Regions from separate parts of the Danio rerio genome. Here region 1 is linked to region 2. The links are chromatin contacts, called in public Micro-C maps. All regions are on one chromosome and are shown on one strand. The core of a region is the stretch at or near the end of the contact, and the rest is flanking DNA. Distances in the headings are between cores, read along the strand shown. Region 1 holds the start of cacnb1 (calcium channel, voltage-dependent, beta 1 subunit). Region 2 overlaps cacnb1 (calcium channel, voltage-dependent, beta 1 subunit).

The links. Hi-C and Micro-C count contacts between places; a contact is called where the count stands out from the background.
Region 1: a Micro-C map of caudal fin shows a contact between it and region 2, with 6 times the contacts expected there. The contact joins the promoter of cacnb1 here to the enhancer-like site in region 2. A contact is called at or near these places in 2 of 18 Hi-C or Micro-C datasets (caudal fin and an unstated tissue) and 1 of 4 datasets of contacts at active chromatin or transcription factors (caudal fin).

What each region holds. Positions count from the first base shown.
Region 1 is chr3:14,896,423-14,902,694 of GRCz12tu, forward strand. cacnb1 (calcium channel, voltage-dependent, beta 1 subunit) reads right to left here and starts at 3,993. Exons shown (of 13, transcript NM_001002652.1): 1 at 3,738-3,993. The coding sequence starts at 3,830.
Region 2 is chr3:14,845,102-14,851,092 of GRCz12tu, forward strand. cacnb1 (calcium channel, voltage-dependent, beta 1 subunit) reads right to left here. Exons shown (of 13, transcript NM_001002652.1): 7 at 4,514-4,542. Among named protein-coding and RNA genes, the nearest start is that of arl5c, 34 kb to the left of the region's middle. Within about 2 kb of position 4,075, at least 5 of the 62 cell types and tissues checked have an H3K27ac peak or open chromatin away from gene starts, as enhancers often do. A contact at or near this core is called in caudal fin, where this site is marked.

The sequences.
Region 1 (6,272 bases), core at 2,743-5,242, 51 kb after region 2:
GTCTTGAAAAATATCTAGTAAAATATTATTCACAGTCATAGTGACAAAGATAAAATAAATCAGTTATCAGAAACAAGTTATTAAAAATATTATGCTTAGAAATGTGTTGAAAAAAACTTATTTCTGTTAAACAGAAATTGGGGTAAAAAATAAATTAATAATTCAGGCCAGGGGGTTTAATACTTCTGACTTCAACTGTAGCTCATCCATCAACATGTCCTGTAGGATGCAATTAAGACCACAACTCTTATGATTCCACACTCAGAGCATTATCAAACTACACCTTTGCATGTTGTGAATACGCTTCCTCCAGTGGCAAAAATGACATATTTGCCGTTCAAACACAAATTGTGTAAAAAAAGAAAATCTCCCTTTTATGGGAGTCAATGATCAGACAGCATTTTTACACTCTAAATAAGTTTGAAACATGATATCATATTCTAGGACTCCTTTAAACCCTTTGTTCTTGAAAGACACACTTAAGGTCCTAACCTTCACAAAGACTCGGCAAAACTAGGGAATATGCCTCTTTTGTACTCAAACAGCTTGTTCACACACATTTGGTTCTCAACACACCGCCTCCTCACATCTATGTATAGACATGATTCAGACAGAGCAGCTCTCCACAGCACAGGTCACACACATTCACACTAACTGCATTATATAAAGAGCATTATATAAATACAGCCCTAACAATCAGAAACACTACTGAAACATCCATCCACAACGCCAAGCGCAGTAGTACGCTGTGCTGGACGGGATGATGATGAGTGGCTTTTATGGAGCAGGTGCACATTCATACATCAACCAATGAACCATCCTCTAAGTCTGAAACAAACCAGGAAAAAAGCAAAGAGAAGAGAAACTGAGGGGAAAAAACCCAGTTTGAAACCTCACACTGAAGTTAAACCTTCAGTAACACTTCAGTATGGGGACCAATTCTCACTATCAACTAGTGGGTGGCTTGTTACCTCCCTATTATAAGGACTTTGGCTGTTTTTTAGTACTTAAAAAAGTATATATTCTGCATAATTTTATTCTATATGCCCAGGGAGCAAATTACAGGGAGGTTTGGGGGGGAATGACCCCCCCCCACGAAGGATTTTAAAACAAGATCAATGTGGGGGTTGAATCTGAGAATAAGTTCACTCTGATCTGTATTTTAAATAATAATGTTAATAATTAAAATAATAGATATCCATTTGTCCACCCCTATAACGGTTCATACCATTATGAATGCAAAATTCGCGCCAATCAGTCTATGCGAGAAAAAAAGTCACTCAACGGTCTGAAACTGGCACATTTAAAGCTCCGATAGACACCGTAAAAGTTCACAAGACTGATTTCTCATAATATACGTGTTTGTTTCTACATAATGCCTAAAATTAAAGTCAAATTAGATGCATAGTTTGTATAGTTTGACCTAGAGTAAGCCGAAAATAGCTACTGGGGTCAAAATACACCAAACATCCCACAAAAAAATATAAATTAGATGTAATTTAAATAAATACATAAATTTGATTCACTGAAGCATGTATTACACCAACTAACATTACTGAAAAAGTTGCCCCCCCAATCGTCAATGTATAATTTGCACACTGTATATGCCTAATCCTATCCAATACATAAACCCAACTATTGCCTATTAATAAAGAGCAAATTAGGAGTTTAATACGCTAGTCTTGGTTGAAAGTTTGTTAATATCGAGAACTGTACTTTAAAATAGTGTGACCAAACTTTCTTGTCAAATCATAAATAAAAAAGTGACCAACTTAAAATATAGATAGCAAAAGTGAAGAGTAAATTGCTATTGAGAAGCTGTTTGAAGTGTACAATCTTGAGTTTGTATTGTCTGAGCTGTTGTTGTTCAAATGTTGAAATGGTCTGCTATTTAAAGTCAATCAAAAATAAACAAAGGAAAGAAAAATATAGTGAGTTGCAAAAGTGTGTGTGTGTGTGTGTGTGTGGGGGGGGGGGGGGGGGGGGGATATAGCCATTTTATCAAGTTTTACTATTTTTTTAATCCACTCACCTGATCCCCAGGTCTGTGGGAGCACTTTTAGCTTAGCTCACCTTAGAATAAATCATTGAAATGGATTACAACATTAGCTTCCTACTAAAACAAATCATAAAAGAGTTCTGATAATTTTAAAATCTGTAGAGTTCCTTTAAAGGGCTAGTACATCAAAATACTGTATATATAATATATATATATATATAGACAATTTACTCACTTTCCATTTATTCCAGCCCTACAAGAGATTCTTTTATCAGATGAACTGGGATTTTATATGCAAGTAAATAAAGGGCCTGCTTTTAACTTTGAATACATTTTAATATCAATTAAATAACATCCCATTGTCATTCGGCAGAAGATATTTATACACGTAGGCATGGAGTGATAAGATTTCAAGATTTACCGCGGTTTGAAAAAGTCAAGGTTTTAAAACTGCAAAAATCTTCTGTTATACAGTTTCTAGGGTATATGTAAAGGTTTCTAATGTATTTTTATATGTTCTGAAGAAATCTGTGTTTTTTTAACTAATGAAAACAGCAAAAGTCAATAATTTATCTGAATTATTTAGCCTGTTTTCCCAGGGATGGGCTGCAGCTGGAAGGGTATCCGCTGTTTAAAACATATGCTGGATAAGTTGGCGGTTCATTCCGCTGTGGCGACCCCAGATTAATAAAGGGACTAAGCCGAAACGAAAATGAATGAATGAATATTTAGCCTGTTTACTGTTCCGAAATATTATAAAAGTGAATTGTAATTTGAAAAATGTGAAATTTAATACTGTATGTTGTGTTCAATGGGGAATTTTTTTTAATTTTTATTTATTTATTTATTTTTAACTAAGACATTTTTAGTGCTGTAATCACAATTTCTTTAGAGCTGTAATTACAATAACTTGCTACCAAGAAATTTTTATTCAAGGTTATCATACCATCACAAAATTATACCGGCCCATGCCTAAACACAAGTATTTTGATCTGCATTGTTTTATTATTTTAATTAACTTTTTTTTTGCTGCAAATGAGTAAATCCTAGTAACAGTTTTTGTTTTGCTGCTTAAAACCCCTTTTATCTGATGGATGGATGGATGTGTACATGTGGGCGTGGTTTTGGGGTAAGTCCCCCAAATATAGAAGCATTGAGATGACATCACATTTTACAGCGTATGCTGACATCATCTTTTCATTACTCAGAGTGTCAGACACTTTTTATTAACTTATAATTCAAATGTTGAGATCCCGGATGTACTATCAGACTTACTTTTAACTGAACACTAATAGGTTAATCAACAGCGATGGTTCATAACTTATAAACAGAATAGACTGTCATAAAATTGCAACACTGTAGTAGGCCAGCTGTCAGGAGAGAGAGAGAGCGAACATGGACACGGTGATGGAATCATGTAAATCCCATTTAATACCAAAGATAATGCAGTTTTGAAACATTTAAAACAACTGTCCGTCATTCACACACAACTTTATGTCGCTTTCCTTGCAGAATACTTGTTTACAACACTGTTGTGGCAAACGCGTGAAGATGCCGTCTTGTTGCCAAGTAACCACAATACGAGCAACGGTTGATAACGACTAATCTTCCCCACAAACAAAACCTCTGATTTTTCACTGAGCCTTTCTAAAACAGCGACCAAGCGGGTTAAATTTCGTCTTCCACTGGTTGCATGCACTTTCGGTATAAGCTGTAAAAGTGCCTCTCTCTCTCTTACCTGAGCGTGAGAGCCGTGGTGGTCGAACATGTCCATTTGGATTTCCTGGGTTGAGGTGGAAGGCGTCCTGGACATATTACCCTCCTGTACCATTGATTTAAACTTTAACTTCGGTTTTACTGTTTCATTTGGAGCCTGATTTGAGTTCGTTATGCATTGTGAAATAATTCAACGTAAAATTAAACAGATGAAGGTGCTTTTCCTCCTCGCAGATGGCTTGTCACCGCGCTGTTGCGCCCCCAGCCCTGCTGAAACCCTCTCCCTTAGCAAATACAACGAGCTCAGTCTCCAGCTGTTCAGCGGAGGGATCAAGCCCCGCCCTCCACATCTCATCAACCAATGAGTTGCTAATGGGGCGGGAGTTTTGTTGTGTTTCTCGGACTGATTGGTTGATCGATCAATATTACTATGAGATGGACGGTGGCAGCTCTACTCCCCATTCCATATAAAAGCGAAATGACCACACCCTTTGATTCTGCTTTATTACAGAAAACAACAATATGCCTTTGTGCCGTTTCGTAGGAAGAGTTCTTATTTTCATATGAAGAGTTCATCTACAAAACAGATTATTCAGCGTTTTTTTTTTTAAATAATGTACATAAATTACTTCAATACACGATAAACAAAACACGATTTATGAAAATTAACTAATTGTGTAGTTATTTGTTTTTGCAAATGATCTCTTCATATATTTACTGCATTATTTTGTTAATGTAGAAAAATATGACATATAAGAAATCAGAAATAGGTTTTACACGATAAGTAACTGAAAAAGCAGTCCTGTTCTCTTAAATGTCTCACATAATGTGCCATATTAGTTTCCAACTATGTCCTTTTATTCAACCTTCAGAAAAAAAAATCGAAGACGAGCCTGGAAATAATCAAATTACCAATAATAATTGAAACAATAATCAAATAATCACTAATGCTGACGTTAGACCAGTGTATTTTTTATTTTACTGTTACTATTAAATTATTGTTGTTGGGTTTTTATATAAACACCGTATTTAGAATACATTTGTATGAATTTAAGGAGAGCATTTACATGTATTTACATCTATTAAGTTACATTATTATATTTCCCCTCTGTTTGTTTCAATGCTTACTGTGTTTGTTCATTTAAACGCTTAGTTAATTAATAATCTTAGCTGTTAAATTATTACATTTAATCAAATTAATATTTTATTTGACATATTTTTATTTTATTTAAATTATGAATTTAAAAATGATTGATTCATTATTATTATTACACTTAAATCAAGCCTTATTTTATTTTCATTACTGTTCTCTTAACGTTTAATGTCTCTCAGAAATTTCAGACCACCTATCTCTCCCTTGTGGCCCCTTGGGCGTCCATAGACACCAGTTTAAGGTGTATTTATTTAATTTTTTTTTCTTTAACATTATTGTTGTTGTGTTATGTAATTATATCATATTTAGATGATTTTTAATTTTAATTAATTTTTAAGGTATTTAATGAGAGCATTTACATGTATTTACTTTCTATTAATTTTTTGTATATTTCCCTCTCTGTGTTACAGTGCTGTGTTTATTCATTTATTTACTTAATTAATAATTTAGCTGTTAATTAATTTGAGCAATTGTATTAATTTTAAACGAATTAATATTTCATTAAAATTATTTTTATTAATTTATTTGTTGATTAATTTAAAGTGGTGTATTTTTTTATTATTGTTACATTATTGTTGTGTTATGTAATCATTTCATATTTAGAATACATTTTGGTGTATTTTATTTTATTAATTTACACATTTGCTTAATCATTTTAGCTGATAAATTGTTGCATGTAATCAAATTCATATTTTATTTGATGTATTTTTATCAATTTATTTGTTGATGAATTTAAAATGATTCGTTCATTATTATTGTTATACTTAAATCATACCTTATTTTATTTTCATTATTTTTCTATACATTTTTAATGTCTCCTAGCATTTCAGACCATCTATCTCTCTCTTGTGGCTCCTTATGGGTCCGTGGACACCAGTACTATTATAGTAAAGTAAAATAAGTAAACAAATATTTACAAAAGACTTTTCCCAGACAAGAAGTCACAAAGTGCTTTACAGTAAAAGAAAACCTATATATTAAACAGGCTCGTACTAAAGCACCAAAACTATATTTTGAATTCATTACTAGTTTGTCTATTATTTCACTTTCATAGTAATGCCTAATTCGCAAGTTCTCATCTTTCAACAGGTAAAGCATTGCCGCCGTGTGGCCGTTTACAGCAATCCACAGCTTGCCTACAAAAACCGCCGCCTACATTTCCCAGCAGTATGACTAGTGGAACGTACCATTATTTTTTTGTCGAAACAGATATAGCTTATCTTTAAATATTAATATTAATGCTCGTATGTAATAAACAATATAACAGAACTCTTTAAAGTGCTAAACATATAATAAACACGTGCAAGTATTACATATAAAGTCGTTATTATATTCATATTGTCTGTGTGATAGTCCCCCCACCCCTTATGAATACGGCGGCACAGTCCTGAAATCTTCCTCATT
Region 2 (5,991 bases), core at 2,825-5,324:
ATATATTAGTAAAGTGATTTAGTGTAAATAATATATATAGAACCTGATTTATTATAATGCTCTAATCCATAGATAATATATTGCCAACATGTTAGTTTAATATAATTAAGTTGCATAAATATATTTTACAATTAATTTAACTGAATGCAATTTTCTACAAATAATAATTAATTAATGTAATTACAGTTATGAGTGTCAATATATATGTTTAATTAAACAGATTAATGCATAATGTTTAATTAGTCAATCATTTAGACATATACTATGATTTAATATTATCATGGCTAGAGAAAATTCCCAGATGAAAAAGAATCCAAAGGCATTATTTAGGTTGATGAATACACTTTAAAACAGACATAACATAATTCATATATTCAAAGTTTACTTGTATATCATGAGTTAACAGCTCTTAATTTCCTTCACTTTGCATATGAAATATACATATCTAATCAAATACATCATGTTATATTATCTGTGCAACGCACCTAAACATATAATAATGCGCCAGAGTGTCCATCTGAGGGATGCTTGGCGCTCTTTTTATTGTCTTTTCTTCTCATCAAAACCTCATATTTTAGTAATCATACTAAATTAGACATCATTTGAAAGCTTTGAACTCATCCTGTGAAAACCATTTTTAAATCAGGACATTGGATTACCATGGAAACAGTGCTTTAAAACCTTTAAACAAGCTCTTTCTTCTCATCGATGGTGTCAGGATTGATATTACAAAATATACTAACTATATTATTTCTACATACTATATGCAATATGTTACGCATGCTGCAAGTCTTTAGTTTCTATATATTCATTCATTTTCTTTTCGGCTTAGTCCCTTTATTAATCTGGGGTCGCCAAAGTGGAATGAACCACCAACTTATCCCGCCCATGTTTCATGCAGCGGATGCCCTTCCAGCTGCAACCCATCTCTGGGAATCATCCATACGCACTCATTCACACTCCTACACTATGGACAATTTAGCCTACCCAATTCACCTGTATCACATGTCTTTGGACTGTGGGGGAAACTTTATTTAAATAAACTTTAAATATACTTTATTTAATTTTTCACAGTTTTATATAGGACAGTAGAAAAGAGACAGGATTACATAGGGAGCTGAGAGAGAGGGGAAGGCTCGGTAAAGGACCTTAAGCCGGGAATCAAACTTGGGTCGCTTTGAGCCCCTCAATGCTATATATCGGCACACTTTACCACTAGGCTATATATTTAATATCTGTTATATATATATATATATATATATATATATATATATATATATATATATATATATATATATATATATATATATATATATATAAAAACACTGATCTTGATTGTCTGATTGATATATTATATAAATGGAGTTTTTGTGCTAGCCTGCTAACCCTGACAGACATGTGCATGTAAACGGCTTTTCATCTCGTTTTACGCTTGAACAAATAAATGAATGCTGAAGTCTATTTATCTGATTATACTTTACTTACGTTACAACATCGATGCAGTAAAAGTAATCGTTTAAAACTGAAAATAGTCACATTAACCGTTCACCAGAAGTTAAGGTTAGGGTATGGGAAGAAACACTATCTAAGTGTATACCCTATTGACAACAACACCTTTAGTTTCTAATGTTGGCCAAACCTATATTTTTGGAAAGGTCTGACGTTCTTAAGGTTATATATTTGGTGATAGAAAGTGAAACTGTCACAGAAATGGGTTGATGTGTGACCGTAGGATGCTATAAAAAAGAAATGTGTTACCCAATGTGAATTTCTGGTATCACACCCAAATCACATTTAAAGAAACTATCATTTTTGTACTTTAAATTTGGCGAATAATTTCAATAGACGCAAGACTTGGATGCAATATGGATTTGGTTGCCACCTAGTGGCTATTATTGGTAAAATACCTCAATAAAATCTCAATTTTTGTAATCTCAATTTCAAAATTAGAAAGTAATGATTAGACACATGGCACATAACGTAGACATAATTGGTTGTTTTCAATCATGTGGTTCTGGTGTCGCACGAAATTCAGATGGAGAAAGGGAAGTAAAAAAAACTGAATGGGAGACACAGAGGAAAGTCCAAATTTGAGTGATTTATATCATATTTCACAGGAGATATAAATAGAAAATAAGCACATATGTTGGGCATGATCCTGATATCATGCCCCTATATATATATATATATATATCATACAGTACTATATAAGCTATTATGCTACATGAAAAATACTATAGTAAATACTATAGTGTTTGGAAGCATACTATAGATAATTACTTGAATTAAACTGTCGTAGTTACAATATTGTTGCTGTGGTACGACACAACTATAGTAATAAACAAATTGTTCAATAGGCTTCAGTTCTCTACGCTATTATTATACACCATCACAATGCACCAATATATTTACACTGACGTCACAGTATTTATTACAGTTTATCAGTTTACTATTAACAAAGAGTTGTACACATTATACACTTTACGATGTGATTCAAAAACATGTTTATTATAAATTACTATAGTTTTCCTCCCATGCGCATATTTTCCAGACATCACAAAATAACAGATGAAAGCAGACAAAAGTGTGGGCGCATAGTCTGCATTATTATTTATTTATTTTTGTAAGGGGGAAAGTGCTCCACAATAATAACCGTCAAGTTTTGTCGCAAGGGTTGCATTTCTTTTTTTGTTCTGTTGATGAACTTACCATCAACAAACATGATGTGCATCTCGATGTTCATGTTATGGTTGTTTATTCCACCAAAACGCCAGTAAAAACTTGGATTATTGCAAAACAAAACAGAGATTTCATTGTAGCGATTACATGGCAGAATACGCTGTTTATATTCTCCTGGATTTTGTGTAAGTGTGTTGGTGTTTGTATCTGATTTTTATAACACATTAACATATTTATACACATATCTAGACCTGTATATCATCTTAATTGGCGCCGTCAAACAAATTATAGCAATCAAAAAAAGTTTGTACACATGGATGTGTTGCAAAGATTTTTATTACATGCCACCTTTTCTTCTGTTTTTCTTTAACTTTCTTCCGTTTATGAGCAAAAACTTTTGGAAGGCTATAAAAGCTGTCTGGCATTTCCTATTTTGGCCAATTAACCAACTTTAAATAGCATAAACAGAAACATTGTGGTGTTCGGATAGCGATTCCTACGTAGAAAAATCACTTCCTGCCTTCCATCTGAGCCTCCTGCATTAATGATGTCATGTGAAAACAACCTATATGGATTTGGTTGCCACCCGGTGGCTATTAATAGTATAATACCTAAATAAAATATCATCAGAACCTCAATTTTTGTAATATCAATTTAAAAATTGCTAAGTAATGATTAAACAAATGGTTAGCACTGTCACTGTCAAGAAGCTCACTGGTTCGAGTCCCAGCTGAGCCAGTTGGCATTTCTGAGTGCACAGGTTTCCCCCACAGTCCAAAGACATGCACTATAGGTGAATTGAATAAATTAAATTGGCCGTAGTGTATGAGAGTGTGTGTGTGTGTGTAGTTTTTTTTTTGCGGCTGTAAAGACATCTGCTGCATAATAACATATGCTAGAATAGTTGGCGGTTCATTCGGCTGTGGCGACCCCTAAAGTTTATGCAATTTTCTGAAATGTTTTAGCAATAATCTGCCAATTGTCTTCTTCTAAGTGTTTAAAAGTACAAATATTAATGTCTAGATACCGCATTTTCACTTAAGGGCTTAATAATAATATTTTAGCTGCTTTATATATTTAAAATATTTTTAGGATGCTTATATTCATATTAATCTTCTGACAGGCCATAACGTGAATCTCAGAGCTCTTTATGTCCTGTTAATGTTCAGAAAGTGTGTATGAGAAAATCCTTCACTCAACTTATCTCCATTCATCCTCTGACCCACTTATATAATACATGCTCAAAAATTTCAGATGGCCAGCTATAGTAAACAACAAGAACATCTAAACATAACTTGAAAATAATGTCATCATTCTGAATGGAGTGATTCCCATCTGTGCGTGTGTGACGGTAGCATTGTGACAGCAGTAACACGCGTGGGCTCCGCTCTGTGTCATGAGCCTGTAATGGAAACGGAAAGCGTGGAAACCTGTCGGGGTGTTTCTGCCTCATGTTGTGTGCGTTTATTTGCAGGAGGACGACAGAATTCTGTGTGTCCACACATGTGGGCGAACACATGGGCCGCATTCATTCATTTGTTAATCCAATCTGAATGAGATGTAGTCCTGTGGAGCTCTGAGACGAACAAATCCTGACAGGTTTTCCTCTGCTTTCAGAACTATTTTGTGGTAAACAATGCAGGTGGTGAAATCCTTGTCTACATGCCACCGGTAATTCACATTCAAGTCTTTAGAGCAGCACTGAAACATTCACAGTATTTGCTCAGCTCATGTAGAAACACAAAGAGAACAGCTTATAAGACAGGGATGCTTTCATAACAAGTACAAAAGACAGATTGCACGAAACAGAAAGTTAGCTTTTGCAATGACTCACCGATTTCTGTTTCTGTTTGGCAGGCCCACCTATCATTACGCACACAGCAAGAGAGAGAGAGAGAGAGAGAGAGAGAGAGAAAAGCAAAGCAGGCAAACAAACAGAAGCTTGTTAGTGACAAATTGTTAATACATTTAGGATGCTGGAAGAGAATGAATCAAATGTCGGCGTTAATAAAGTGCTTCACTGAGTGCTCAGTTATCCGTATGGAGAATGAATCAAAGCATCAGATGTGGCCAGATGAAGAAAAGATGGAATTTCCAAAGGGGATTAGATCAACTGCGGCTTGGCTGTTCGTTTAGTTTTAGTAAAACTCTCCCTGTATAAATATAGCATTCATTTAAATGACTTGATTACTTTGAGTCTTCTAGATTGACCCAAACCTGAACATTCTGTCATTATTTACTCATCCTAATGCCGTTGGAGACTTTTAAAACTTGCTTTTAATCTGAACAACACAAAAGTCGAAATATCAAAAATAATAAACAGTTCCACCTGAGGAATATGGGTTGATGCAGAACAATATGGTACACGTTTATTTCCATTTCCACTATCAGACGTATCAAAATACTGTATCGTACCACTTTTTTGGGACCATTTGGTAAGGGTACCTGGCATGACAAGCACGGTATTAAAAAGGTGGAGCTTGACTTGAAAGCTGATTGGTCTACAAAGAATTGGAGATTACAATTCGGCCAAAGTCACATTATAATTGCATTATGAGGGTGTATGTTAATGTTGTCATTGTTATTCACTGATAAATGTCTTCTCTGGTGCAGTTCGCAGATCTTATTCATGTTCACACATATTTAGATTTGGCAGATCAGGATGTGTCATGCATTGTTTTATACCGATGACGCCACCGAATTGTGTATTTTATTACAAATCACAACAAAACTGATTTAAACATGCACATAACTAGATTTGAGAGTTTTTCATTGACTATACACCTTTTATAGTAATTTAAAGCACTTTTTATAGTTTTAATAGTAATTCCCTATTATGTAATATAATTAACAATATAATAATAATATAATAATATAAAAGGTCATATTTTGGTTTTGAGGGTCTCCAACAACAGGCTGATAGGCATGCAAGGTCAAAAAACACTTTTGTCTTATAGCATGCGTTATTTTTACCTAATTATCTCAACAACTCCCACATGATTTGTTCAGCGATTTATTTGTTCCTAAACTCCTCCCTTGCATGATGCTAATCTGCTGTGATTGGTCCGATAACCAAGTCTGCTGTGATTGGTCAACTGGATTCAGCGTTCAGGGCAAAAGCTGAGTTATTTTGAAAATTGACCATGCCAGGCAGGCAGAAAATCCGAGCAAGAGACAAATCATTCATTTGACTCTAAATCGACTCAATAGAATTGATAGTTTTAAACACCATGCCCTTTTAGATTTAAACCTCAGCTGAATGTTTTCATTCACTTAGAGCTGTTACACACTGCATGTATGGTAACTTAAAAA